2 separate regions of the Gossypium hirsutum genome follow, and region 2 is linked to region 1. The links are chromatin contacts, called in public Hi-C maps. All regions are on one chromosome and are shown on one strand. Each heading gives the region's core, a stretch centred on a gene start, on an enhancer-like site or on the middle of the called end of the contact. The rest is flanking DNA. Distances are from core to core; before and after follow the strand shown. Region 1 holds the start of LOC107925688 (60S ribosomal protein L19-1). Region 2 holds the start of LOC107931227 (U3 small nucleolar RNA-associated protein 14).

What was found. A called contact is a pair of places that touch in the nucleus more often than the background predicts.
Region 2: a contact with region 1 is called in a Hi-C map of leaf, with 2.4 times the contacts expected there. The contact joins the promoter of LOC107931227 here to the promoter of LOC107925688 in region 1. A contact is called at or near these places in 2 of 34 Hi-C or Micro-C datasets (both in leaf).

The regions. Positions count from the first base shown.
Region 1 is chrA12:85,345,458-85,352,471 of Gossypium_hirsutum_v2.1, reverse strand. It overlaps LOC107925688 (60S ribosomal protein L19-1), which reads left to right and starts at 1,990. Exons shown (of 5, transcript XM_041082936.1): 1 at 1,990-2,270; 2 at 3,679-3,801; 3 at 4,122-4,435; 4 at 4,585-4,646; 5 at 4,740-4,941. The coding sequence starts at 2,159. The coding sequence ends at 4,764. LOC107925605 (proline-rich protein 3) reads right to left here and starts at 954. Exons shown (of 3, transcript XM_016856320.1): 1 at 411-954. The coding sequence starts at 954. LOC107925650 (ethylene response sensor 1) reads right to left here. Exons shown (of 6, transcript XM_016856362.2): 6 at 6,691-7,014. The coding sequence ends at 6,891.
Region 2 is chrA12:85,734,730-85,741,699 of Gossypium_hirsutum_v2.1, reverse strand. LOC107931227 (U3 small nucleolar RNA-associated protein 14) reads right to left here and starts at 1,503. Exons shown (of 12, transcript XM_016863042.2): 1 at 931-1,503; 2 at 27-514. The coding sequence starts at 359.

The DNA of each region.
Region 1 (7,014 bases), core at 741-3,240:
AAATAGGCCTAATCATTTCTCATTTCAACCATCCCAACCAATCTTTCTCTCTTAGTTTTCTCTCTTCTCCCATTTGAGAATTCTTAAGGAATTCTATTTGTTTGTAATATTTTGGAGATAGTAAAGTTATCATCTGGTGTTAGTGCCCGAGGACGTAGGTATAATTTACCGAACCTCGTTAAAACTCTTGTGTTCTTTCTTGTCCTATTTTTCTTTCAATATTTGAGGGTATAATAGTAGTATTTAATTGTGCTATTAAATTACTATAGAAGGGATATTCTGTCTAAGGAAAGACTTGGTATTTAAGAGATCCATGTGATCCACCTCTCTTTCCTGGGAATTGAACTTTGTGTGATTTTTTAGTACAATAATTTACACGCTTCCGACCCTATTGGAACAACACTCTTTACCTTCTTTTTCTTCTGGTTGCTGTTGGTAGAAGTTATTTTTAGTGCCATATTCAGGCTTTTCTTCCTTTTCTAGTTGTGTTTGGTAGACTGGTTTCGTGCTATAACCAGGCTTCTCTGTCTCTTCTGGCTCTGCCATTTCCTTTTCCTTGTCTTCTGGATGTGGTTTAGTGCCATACTCAGGCTTCCCTTCCTCTTCTGGCTGTGGGTTTGTGCTATAACCAGGCTTCTCTGGCTCTTCAGGCGTTGCCTTCTCCTTGTCTTCTAGCTCTAGTTTATAGAAATTTTTCTTGGTGCCATAATCAGGCCTTTCTTCCTCTTCTGGCTGTTGTTGGTTGACTGGCTTGGTGCCATACTTGGGTTTCTCTTCTCCATTTGGCATCGGTTTTGTTTCATAGTTAGTCTTCTGTTCTGCTTCTGGTTTTGCATCATAATCATATGCAGGGCTTTTGGATGAATCATAACCACCATAGTCATTCGCATAAGCAATGACAAGCAATGAACATAAAAGCAAGCAGGTAGCCAACAAGGAACGGGCGATAGCCATATTTTCCAACTGTAACTACCGAGCACAAAGAGAAGAAATATGATGGGATGAAGTGCAGGGAGATACCTTCACCGTCGTATATATAGAGGAAATTTTGGTATATTGCGCCATTGATTAAGCAATAGAAGAAATAGGCTTTGTCATGATTTGGTTGCACGATGGCAGAAACATCTACATACTTGACTACCACTAACTAATATATTTTAGGTTAATTCCACCAACCATCCCCTGACTATGATTCAAATTCTAAATTGATCCTTAAACTTCAAAATGTTCTAATTAAGTCATCAAAGTATCATTACCAAATCTAATTCTAGATACATGTGAACTTATTACATTGACAAATTTTTCATAAATTTGAGTGACACAGTTTGATTTGTAATGCATCAAATCCGAGCTATATACACATGTTTAAACATACTTCAAGATATAGACGAGATAGCAATTAACATTCAAGTTGACAGAAAAACTTGATTAGTATAATATATTCAATTGAAATATTTTGAAGTGTAAGGATTAATTTAGAATTCTGATATAGTATTAGGAGGTACAGTGGAATTGACCCATATATGATTTGTATAACAAAGCTAAGGCCTAGGTAGGACGGTCGACGAGGAGTGTGCCATAATATATCAATTAAACCTTTGAATACATGGTATGATATAGTAGTAATAAGCCTGAGTGTTATAAATCGACTAAATAGTTAGGATATTATTAAAATATTTTTTATATACAAAGTAACAAATACGAGAATATTTTTTTATTGTCCTTTTATATTTTTTAATAAAATAATATCATAATAGCAAAATTTTATTTGATTTTATATGAATTTTTAATATGTATATTTGCTAATTTTTTGAGTGTGCTATAAAGTTAGCATAAGTAATGAATTAAAATTTCGAAATTGGATCATTTTTTGACACCTCGGAATCTAATCTTAAATCCTTCATTGTTTACAGGGCCCATGAACAAGTTAATTGGGCTAACGGCCTATAAACATACAACTGAAAGGACATTCCGTACAAAAAAATCACCGCCAAAATGTTAAAGAACCCAGTCCAAAAATTAAAAGCAAGCAAGCAGACACCCTCCAAACCCTAGGGTTAGCGGTCATATAAATAAGCCGCTATCCCTTCTGCATTATCCTTCTTTGCTAACAGCAGTTAGCTGCACACCAAAGAGAGGGTGAGAGAGAGAGAGAGAGATGGTATCGCTTAAGCTCCAGAAACGGCTCTCAGCGAGCGTTCTAAAGTGTGGAAAAGGAAAGGTTTGGCTCGATCCAAATGAAGTCAACGAGATCTCCATGGCCAACTCTCGTACGTTTTCCTCTTCTCCTTCACTTTTTTTACTGACTCCAGTAGTATAGCTTCCGTAATAATTATTTTTAAGTTGAGGTATGATTTGGACTTGATTTCGCATCGTTTTGTTGGTAAATAGTGAAAACGAAGCAAGATGTTTTAAATTTTTAGGAATTTAATATCTGATTGCTGATGTAGTTTACATTTAAACTTCTTTAGGCTGCCTTTGGTACCGCTTTTTTCACCAGTGAGTTTCAGTTGGGTTACCCAACCTCACTGAACTGCTGTTTGGTTCACCAGTCCAGTGTAGTGAAATTTCATTTCAATCTCACTGCTGGTGCTGAAACGGGACTGAAGCTTTCAGTAGCAATTAAAGGCAACTGGGAAAATAGGCATATTTTTATTTATTTTTTTACCATTTTATCCTTGAAATTTTGGCCTAGTTTAATGAATCAATATTTGTAAAAATAATTTTGTATCGTAACCTAATTTCTAGTAATAATGAAACTTGTTAGGTCTTATGTTACTATATATTTTTTTTATTAAAAATCATTCGTTTAGATACTTCAAAATTTGATCCAAGTATAATGTTATTATTTACTAAAATAATATTTATCATCTTTATAAAAGAATATTTAACTATAAAAAATTTAAAATTATTATCATTTTATCTAATAAATAATTGATTATATAATTCATTAAAATATTTATAATAAAATATTGGAAGATACATTTTAATATTTTATTAAATGAATTTATAAATTCACATATTATAATAATTTTATATAAGTAAAATAAGTTGAAAACTTCTATTATATATCAATTCTAATCTAATGTCCTCAATAGTCATTTTTTATTTTCACCTCACCGCTACAGCTGCATTTGAATTTAAACACACACTCCACCGCTATTTCTAATCTCACCGCTACAGTAATTAATCTCACTGCCACCGCTATTTTTAACCTCACGGAGGTAAACACACCGCCCATCCAAACTAAAGTGATTTATAACAGTAAAGTGTTATATAGTTCACTTAGATGAGCTTTGGCATATATACAATTTGATTTTTTATTATGCTATTATTTATTTGTTTGCTTGTGAGAGAAAATATTTTCAACTAAAGCATATAGCGAATGCTACTTTAATTGACTTGAGATTTCCTGCATGTGAAGACTAAAATTTCAGATTAGTCGTTGAATGCTGTACAAGGTTAAATCGTTGTTTTCTCCTCTGATATTTTTTAAGAAATTTTTTTATATTTTACTAGCTGTAATTCTGAACAATTAGTAGCAAGTTGAAGTTGATGTAATCTATTATAAGAGATTGAATAGTCTATGGATTTGGTAGTTTGTTTGTAGCTTAGCACAAAAAATGATTCCGTTATTGTTTTTGGTTATAACCGTGTTCATATTTGGTTTGCATGCAGGCCAGAATATAAGGAAGCTGGTTAAAGATGGTTTTATCATCAGGAAGCCAACCAAGATTCACTCTAGGTCTCGTGCACGCCGCATGAAGGAAGCCAAGAGAAAGGGGCGTCACTCTGGTTATGGTATGTCTTCTTTATGTACTTTATCATGGTTAGATTTAACGGGAGAAGTTATTTACTGATGCAGGGTAGGTAGCTTGAATTACTTCATTACATGCTTGCAGATTCTGTATCATGTAGAAATCATATTATATTCTTGCGTCTTGATTATGCATCATGTTTTCCAAGTTACAATGTCCAAAACCATTTTATTAATAGATTAAATGAAGTACTGCAAGGATTCTTAATCATGTGAGGAATCTTTTGTTAGCCATCAAAAACTTTGATTGTTGGAAATTTGTGTATATTGATTAACTGGGTCTTAACTTCCACGCTGATTTTAGGTAAGCGCAAGGGTACAAGGGAGGCAAGGTTGCCCACAAAGATCTTGTGGATGAGGAGGATGCGTGTTCTGAGACGCTTGCTCCGCAAGTATAGGGAATCAAAGAAGATTGACAAGCACATGTACCATGACATGTACATGAAAGTCAAGGGTAACGTGTTCAAGAACAAGAGAGTTCTCATGGAGAGCATCCACAAATCTAAGGCTGAGAAGGCCAGAGAGAAGACGTTGGCTGACCAGTTTGAAGCTAAGAGGGCTAAGAATAAGGCAAGCAGGGAAAGAAAATTTGCTAGGAGGGAAGAGCGTTTGGCCCAGGTAAGAACTTTTGTACCGTAACGATTTTCGTACTGTTATTTTAGTAAAAAAAATTGAAATTCTGTAGTCTTATGGTACAGTTCTTATCATGATTGGTTATCTTTTATGTAATTATGGATTAATGTACAATTTTTTTTTCTTCTCTTTAGGGACCTGGAGGAGGAGAAAAGCCAGTTGCAGCACAGCCTGCGGCAGCTGTGCAATCAGCCGTGTAAGTACCATCTTCGAAATAGAATTTATTTTGGTAAAAGGATCAGTGTTTTTAAGTAATATGATTTCGTTCTCCCATTGTTTGAACTTTCAGGGGTTCCAAGAAGTCAAAGAAGTAAAAAAAAAAAAAAAAGTAAGATTTCTTACTGAAGAGTACTGATCGAACGTGACTTTTAGATATTTAGTAATGTCTTAAGTAATTTTGTTGAGCCAATGTTGTGTTTTTTTGGGTTGATATGAACTTTTGTTCTTTTAGGCGGATTAAGCTTTAAATGTTTATTATTATTATCAGTTTACTGATTTGTTTTTTTTTTAAATTAGATGATATAATGTTGTGTCGGAATTAATCTTAGTGATTTTCAATATCACTCGTAATAAATCTGAAAAATGTTCACTGCAGTGGACACCAAGGTGGCTGAAAAGCTTTTATTATGATTTAATCAAAATAATTTTTATCATTATATTAAAGCGCGTCTATATGCCATTAAAATAATAGGAGGCAATTTTTATATTTTTTGTAAAATTATTGATAGTAAAATTTTTATAAAATTATTTTGTTTACTGTGAAAAATAATCAGATCACTAATAGAATATAGTATTGATATAAAATGTTTTATATTTCATTAATGCATAAACAATTGGACATGTAAGATTGAATCAAAGGCTGATTTCGGTTGTTTTTTATTTATTTATATATTTTTTTTGAACTAGAACTATTACCTGCCTTGGGCTATTTGTTGGTTTTACTTATTCGCCTATTTTTAGATGAAAGAATGAATTTATAATTACATGTATGTTTATGGACAGTTAAAGATAATCTAAATTTGAATTGTTAAAAAAATTATTTATAGCTTCATTGTAGTTCTTCAAATAAGAATGTTGATTTTATTTTTTTAAGTATACTAAAATATTTAAATTTATATATTTTATGAATAAATAAATATTTAGTTAGGTTCAATTCGTGGAATTGCTTTCTACGTGGGTGGTGTGGCTGATTGAGCCCTCTTGTTGGCTCCTCTCATTGTCTTCGGCGTTGTTCGCTCTAGTTAATGACAGACTTTAAAATTATAATTATCATATTTATTCTCATGATTTATTTATTAACATATTTGGGTTGAATTTATTTATTAATATGTAATTATAATTATAACTAATTGGTGATGTAATTGTTTTTTCCTGAGTTATTAATTATTACAATATGGTTTATAAATTTATTTTGATGTCATATATAAATTTATAATAAAAGAATGAATTGCTATAATTTATCAAAATTTTATGAAATTTGTGATAAAAAAAATTACCGAAGGAACTTTTTAAAATAATTTAGATATTTTAGTAAATGTGCCGTTAGGTATCCGTACATTTCATTAGTTAAATCTTACGTTTTAATTAAATGAATTAAATAAGATAATATTTTAATCAAATGAATTAAATAAGATAATGTAATATTATAGACATTGTACCATGTAATTTATGATTTTGAGGCTTACTTGATAGATCAAAAATCAATTGACAATTGGTGTGAAGTAAGAGAGAATTAATTGAACTATGAACAAGTACGAATCAAGATAAAAATCAGTAATATTTTATTAATAATTTTTATAATTTTTTAAAATTTTATTTAATTGAAATCAAAATGACAACGTCAATAGCTTAACTATTTCTTGATCCATCGTTAATCTAATTTTAAAAATCATGTCTCTAATTTTACCTTCTCATAATTTTATTATAGAGCGTCATTTTACATCTTTTGAACCAAGCGTGACACAATCTAAATTATATAATATTACTAAGTTTGATATCATGACACGACACTCCATCCATGAAAATATAGAAAATAATTTTGAAGAATATAAGTAAAAGGCGGATTTTTTTATATATAAAAGTTGAAGTAATTCCCTTGAAAACGAAATAAATAGTTCTATTTATAATTTTCAAAATTTACATTTTTAATATTTTCATTTAGAGTTACTAATAAAAATACCGGTTCTAAATCCTTTATCTTCCGCCCCCCCCCCCCAAAAAAAAAAAAAAAAGAAATCTCCTTTATGGTTAACTGACCACCTTCATTCAACACCTACATGCTATCGGGGGAGATTGAATAATAAATTGAAACATTCAGTTTTAAACAGCACTGCTCAGCTTCTATCATCCAACAATAAGATAATGCAAAACTATAACACAATTTTTTTACTTGCCTTTCTTTTATTTTTTTTTAAACGTTGTACCCCCACTTTTAATAGTTTTAAAGACTTCTTTGGTATCGTGCATTAGCTGAAACACCACCATCGTTCTCTCTTAATATAGGTTTTTGTCCACTCAGATCTGCACTTCCATGATAAGCTCTAACACGAGACGAAACTTGAGGA
Region 2 (6,970 bases), core at 254-2,753, 390 kb before region 1:
AACGAGCTAACAATAGAGAAACGAACCTCAAAATCCTCAGGTAGCTCATACTCATAGTTCTCGACAGGATCGAAACGGCGGTTCTTCCGGGACTCTTCTTGTGGAACTTCTTCCTCATACTCATAAACATCGTTTCCAACATCTAAATCGATACCGTCATCACTATCGGAAGCTATTTTAGGGTCCAGGCGATCAAGCTCCGTTCGTAGCGCAGAAGGCAAGCGAGGACCTTTCCCCTTCTTTCGCTTATCGTTCTTGTTTTTCTTCATCGGTCCTTTGGAGTTGGAATACTTTTTGAACTTCTTGCTGTTTCCGGATTCACCGCCAACGGCTCTCTCTTTCCGCTTTTTAACTGCCATCGTATTGGCAGTGTCTCAAATATCGATGCCGCGGGTCGCTATTTTGCGATATCGGCACCGTCCGCCGCTAAAAATATCTCAAAAGGCGGTGTAACGGAAAATAGCGGCGATAAAGTTATCTATTTCCGCTGAAAGGATAGCTTTAAAACAAATTTCTGCTTCTCACCAAAGTCAACAGAGAGAGAAAAAATGAGATGATACGAAGAAATAAGTAAGGAGCAGTAGGATCGAAAGCTGAAAATAAAAAATAGCAGAGTGATACAGATGCAGAGGCAGGGAGCAGATATTGGACTCTTAAGTTTAGGGTTGAAGGGATATGAGGGCGGGTCCCGACAAAAAAATGATACGACTTTTTATTAAAATTATTCGATTTTGAGCTCAGTTGGGTCGGATTCAGACTGGGCCGATACAAAATTTTAAGCTATTTTTGGGCTGAGCCCGGGCATGGGCTTAATATGAAAGAGTCATATAAAAGCAAAATCATGCCATTTAAGTACACATTTTAATTCGTTCAAGATTTTTACTGGTTTAATAAATATATTAGATCATATCCAATTAAGCAAGCTCTTACCGAAGGAAGTTGGTAATCCGATCAAGACATTAACATGATCAGCTTCTAGTTTTGTTCGTTGAGTAATATCGTCGAAAGTTGGTGACCTGACAAAAACGAACTGGAGAAAAAGAACTTACTAGAAAGGGCCTTGAATCCAAAATCAAATCGAATCGAAGATTTTGAAAAAGGAGAAATAAAGGGGCGACTTAAAATGGGTTGACAGTTGGAGACAACCCTTGACGACGATTTGATGGCGATGAAAGCTCACGGCTAAGGTTTCAAAACAACATAGAAGGCTCCTTTTCTTGGTTAGCTTTGCAGAAGGCTTAGTTCGACAGAGAAGTGAAAGGTTTTGTTGTTAGTTTATCTTCATTTGAGTGAATAAAACAATAGAAAAGGGTAAGACCAAGACTTTAGAGGGCTCAAGAGCGGCCCAAATCTTGTAGTTTCTAATCAACGAAGTTTCCAGGCAGTGGGTATTATTTTCTTGCTTTAACTTCATTGCCTTCGTTCTTTTTGGTGGAGCTAACATAAAATAAACCAAAAACCGACGATCCAACCGTAGATGCTCCACGATTGTTTTTAGGGATTTTTGGAACACTATCGAATCATAAGAAGAACTTTCATCATTTCAACCAACATACGTGTAACAACATTAATTTCTCTTTGAAATCTGCTTTATTAATTTGCTTCCATTAAGATCTCATTATTATTAGTATTTTTGTGATTGTTGACTTCCTCATTCGGTCTAAAAAATGAGTTTAAAATTTTATCTAAAATTATTCTAAATTAAAAATACTAAATTCGAGTTTAACTTAGCCTGTATGTATTTAGTTTTTTAGATTATTTTTATGTAAAAATAAATTTTAAAAATATGTTGGAAATTCCAGGATAGCATAAATAAGGGAGAATAAAAACATGAGCAAAGAAACCAGCTAAGAATAAAAATAGCTTGAACTTGTTAATCAAAGTAATTTTCAATTTCATATTGAACTACGAATAGCTCCTTGACATAAAAATATACCATCAACTTAACATAATAGGGTAATCAACCCATCACTATAATTCCTTCTACATGTTATCCACATGTAACCAATGATCACATCCGCCTACTACATTTAATTCATCTAAAAATCATGAGTTGGGTTGGATTAAGTTTGAGTTAGGATGATATAATATATCTAAATTAATTTTTTAAGTTTAAGTTTGACCCTATTCAAAAAATAAACTTATTTTTTTACCCAATCTCAACTAGATTAAGAAAGATAAATTCAAATTTGGTCTAACCCACTCATATTTGATTTTTTATATTAGTTTTTATTTTTAAAATAATATAATATATTAAATGCATTAAGAAAATATTAAAATAAGAATTTTCTAACACGTTAAAAATATTTATATTAAAAAACACTAACATAAATATAATAAATGTTATATTGTATTAAATATGATTTTTAAAATTTTATATTTTGAGTTAGATTATTTAGTTGGATAATCTATTTTTAGGTTTTAGATAATGAGTTTAATTGTTATTGAGTTCAAGTTGAGCTCGACCCAAAAACTCTTACCAAAGATCCTACCCATATATGAAATGGATTTTAAATTTTATTCAATCCCATTTCTTAGGCATTGTATTTTTATTCAAACTTTTCTATTTTTCAAACATACCTTCGAGTCAACATAATAATAATATAATTTCTTTCTAAAACTATACCAAAAAAATTAATAAGAGTAAAATTGGGAAAAAATAGTATTATATATAAATTAATCAAAACATGTTTAACAATGATGGATGAGAAAATAAAAGATATAGCCATTGAAATCATATTAGTTTTGTTATCTTAATCATCAATTAATATAAATTTTATTCTTTTTTGGTGAGATATTATTTGAATACGACTGGGAATTTTCTTTTCTTTAAAGAATCATTATTTTTCAATGTTCTACTCTTTTTGAAAAATATTTAACTTAACAATCTTCGTTCTATTTTTTTCTTGTGATTTTATTTAGATGTTATTCGATTAAAATATGGATGATTTTTATAGAAATAAATTTTAATTTTAATTGCTATATAAATTCAAGATTAATTTTTTTTTGTCAAAAAAAATAAGCTGATATTTATTAATTAGGCTCAAGAAAATGGAACTGAAAAGTAACCAACAAACAGCAAAGTAAACGACAAACTAAATAGACCAGTTGTCCAGCATAAAAATAAATGAGACCTAGAAATTAACAAACAAAATTAAAGCAAAAGAAACCCCATGAGCCTGCAGAAGCACCGTTTCAACATCCAATATCAGCCAACCAGCTCTCCTCAACACCTGCCACTGTAACATGCAACCAAGAGCAAACGTCACTTTGCAATCTAAAAAATGGAGATTCAATGAACTTTCTCCATCCTCAAAGCGAACAAGCAAAACTCAGTTCCTCTGAACCAATTGTAATTTTTTATTGTTTGTTTAGTCATCAATTATAAAAATAAAAAAAAAATTAATTTTTCATATTTTTTAGCTTTAAACTTATGTTTTTTGTCAAATCAATCTAAAATGGATAGAAAAGTTAACCTTTGTTAATTTTACTAATGTGCCGTACACGTGGATTGCCATGTGGATGGCACATAAACATTTAATTAAAATTTTAATATTTTAATATTTTTAAAGTTTAAAAAATTAATTAAATGCTTACATATCATTCACGCAGAAATCCACGTGTATGTTAAATCATGTAAAGTTACTAAACATTTACTTTTCTATTTATTTTAGGGTAATTTAACAAAAATATAAATTTAAAGGTTAAAAAAACGAAAAATTAAATAAATAACTATTTTTTTTTGTAAAATTGGAAGATGAAAAAAATTATTATTCCTATTTTCCAATTATCTATCAATGTTAATTTCATGCTATTCAAACTTCTCGCGTCTGAAAAATATAATTGTCAAAAACTATATTAATCTATTATAATATAACTACAGTAATTTATTCCCTAATTTTTTAATAATTTTTTACCCCTTTTCGTCAACTTTTTTTTAATTTAATATCACTACAATAGTCTATTCCCTAAATTATATTTTAATTATAACATGTTATGAAATAAATAATAAAGAAGATGAAAAAATAAAATAGAAATAGAAGAACAAAGATAAGTATGAATTTTATTAATTAAATCGCTATGTTTAAAATATTTCTCTAAAATTGGGACTGTAAATAAATCGGGTGATAAGGCGGTGATAAGGTGGATCGTCCGAGGAGCCTGACCATCGAAAAAAAAAGAAAATTTTGAGAGAGTTTTGAGAAAATTTTAAGGTTTTTTTAAATAATAGGCTAAATGAATTTTTGGGGCAAAATTTTAACTTATATAGCTTGTATAAACGGCCCCATTTTGAATTTTAGGTTCAGAGGTCAAAAAGACGCGTTTTGGCCTTTGACCCATTCAACCCGACCCGATAAGTGGGGGATCCGCGTGTTTTTAAAGCCTAAATGAGCTATTTGCTGTTTTGATCCTTTCGTGTTTCTTGTACTTTTCAATATGATCCCAGCATAGCTTGATATTTTGGAGATTTGTCTGCATAATTTATTTTTGGTTGCATTTCAGTCCTGTATTGAAACACTGCATACAGGGGATGGCGGATAATTACCCATTTAATCCTTGTTACTTAGCGCGTGTGCTATTTTAGGCCCTGTCCCTTTTTTTTATAGATGTGGCCCATATTTTTAACTCTTTTTAATTTGGTCCCGGACCTGTCAAAGGGCACAGCCCATGCAACGGGGGTTGAGATATTTTCCCAGTTGATCCCCCATTCCTTTTGTGTTATTCATGTTATCATTTTATTTTAATTCGACCCTGGGTTCATTTAATTTCAAAATTTTTTACAAATTGTTTTGTTTGTTATTCAATTTCAAATTTTTTTTATAAACTGTTTTGTTTGTTATTCTATTATATTTTATTTGTTTAGTCCCTTTTTTAATTAAATGTCTTATTAATTTATTTTATTTACTTAATATTTCCCTTATTTTTTTCTCATATTTATTTATTTATTATTCTCTTTTATTATGCCTTTTTATTTTTTTTATTTATTTTGCTTATTTACTGCTTTCAATATATATTTCAAAATTTAGATTTCAATATTATTATTATTATTGGTCGTTACTTGTATTATTATTATTATTATTATTATTATTATTATTATTATTATTATTATCATTCCATAAATTATCATTTGCATTATTATTCTTGTCATTGTTTATGCTTGTTAACATCATGATTCGTCAATGTCAATGCCATGTGTTATTTTTTTTATTATGTAATATTACGTCATTGTTGCTTTAAATATATGTTGCACTATCATTATTCGCCAAGTACGACTCATTTTACGTTTTTAAAATGATTTTTTTTAAAAACTCAATCAAATAAACCAAACATGTATCATTTTAAATATTACATTAATCTTTACTCAAATGCATGAAAAATGAATTTTCAATAATAAGGCGATGTTTTGAATTTAGAAGATTCGAGAAAATCGTACCCTAACTTACAGGGTTTCGATTTTTCTCGTTGAACCTAAATTGCTAAATATCCCTTTAATTTTCAAAATCTACGAATTTTAAACAAAACAAAGGCAATATTCCGTGTTTAGAAACTGAAGAAGGTCGTGCCCTAACTTACGGAGTTTCGATTCTCCTCGATTGAATCTAAACTACCGAACACCCTTTTAAAAATCGAAGTATAAATTTTAAAATAAAACAATTTAAAGGCAAGCTTAGTTTCGAGGATTCAAATGTCGTGTCCTAACTTATGGGATGTGACATTTCGTTATCTCGAGACAAGAGAGCCTTTAATGTTCATTTCAATTTATTCAAGCATTATTAAAATCAACATTAATAAAAAAAGGATCGTATTTTAAATTATTTTTGAGTTTTTAACTTTCGACGTTAAGACATTAATTAATCAATTAGGTACTAATTTTGGGCGTTACGAGGGTACTAATCCTTCTTCATACGTAATCGACTCCCGAACCCGTTTTTCTTGAATTTCGTAGACCAAAATTGTTGTTTTAGTTTTATTAAAACAATCAATCACAAGGTGACCCGATCACACCTAATAAAAAGGATTGGTGGATATTCTCAATTTTCGTTTTCAAAATAAAAGTCGACCTTTTTCAAAAAAATAGTTTCGACATCCGTACTACATGATTCTCGATTTCAATGGCTATATCTTTTATTTTCTCAATCATCATTGTTATGTTAAAATCGATAAAACCATATATATATAAATTAGAATTTGTTATGTCAAATTATTAATTGTAAAATTAAAAGTAGAAGTATACCTAAACATATTGTTGGAAATTACCCAAAAGGTTTTGATTTTTCAAAAAAATAGTTTTTCTCTTAGTATAACTCTTTGACGGGAATGGAAAAGATTTACGTGATAACCCTATTTCTTGGAGACCACTACCTCTTTAAATAACTGATTATTAAATCAAATTTGAGTATTTATAATTTGGCCCATCATCAAATTATAAATACAACTTATGCTATCTACATATTATTTCTATAACACTTTAATACATAAGTCATACTTTTATAATAAGATTATACATTGTACCATTTATTTTTCCGATCTTACTCTGATTACTTTTCTGTCTAGTTTTGAAAAGGATTATATTATTATTTTAATAATTTTGTGTTTGATTTATATTATTTGGAGGAACTAAAGTTAGAATAACGACGTTGAATGATGTTGTGGCAAACAAGAATCACTTTTGATCGACAAAGATAATAAATTAAAGAAAAAGATGAGGATTGAATTATGAGGACAAGGATGATAAATTGAAAAAAGAGAAAGACCATGACAACATTTAAATATTTTTCTATTATTGGTATTTATTTTTTAATGAAATTAAAATTTAATTGTTTTTAATATTTTGTATTTTTTAATTATTTAAATATAATTTTATTTTAATTACTTGAAATTTGTTTAGTTTTAATAATAATTAAATGATTATTATTGTCCATTTAGATAAATTTTTGAACTGAGGTTTGATTTGATTGTATATTTTAAA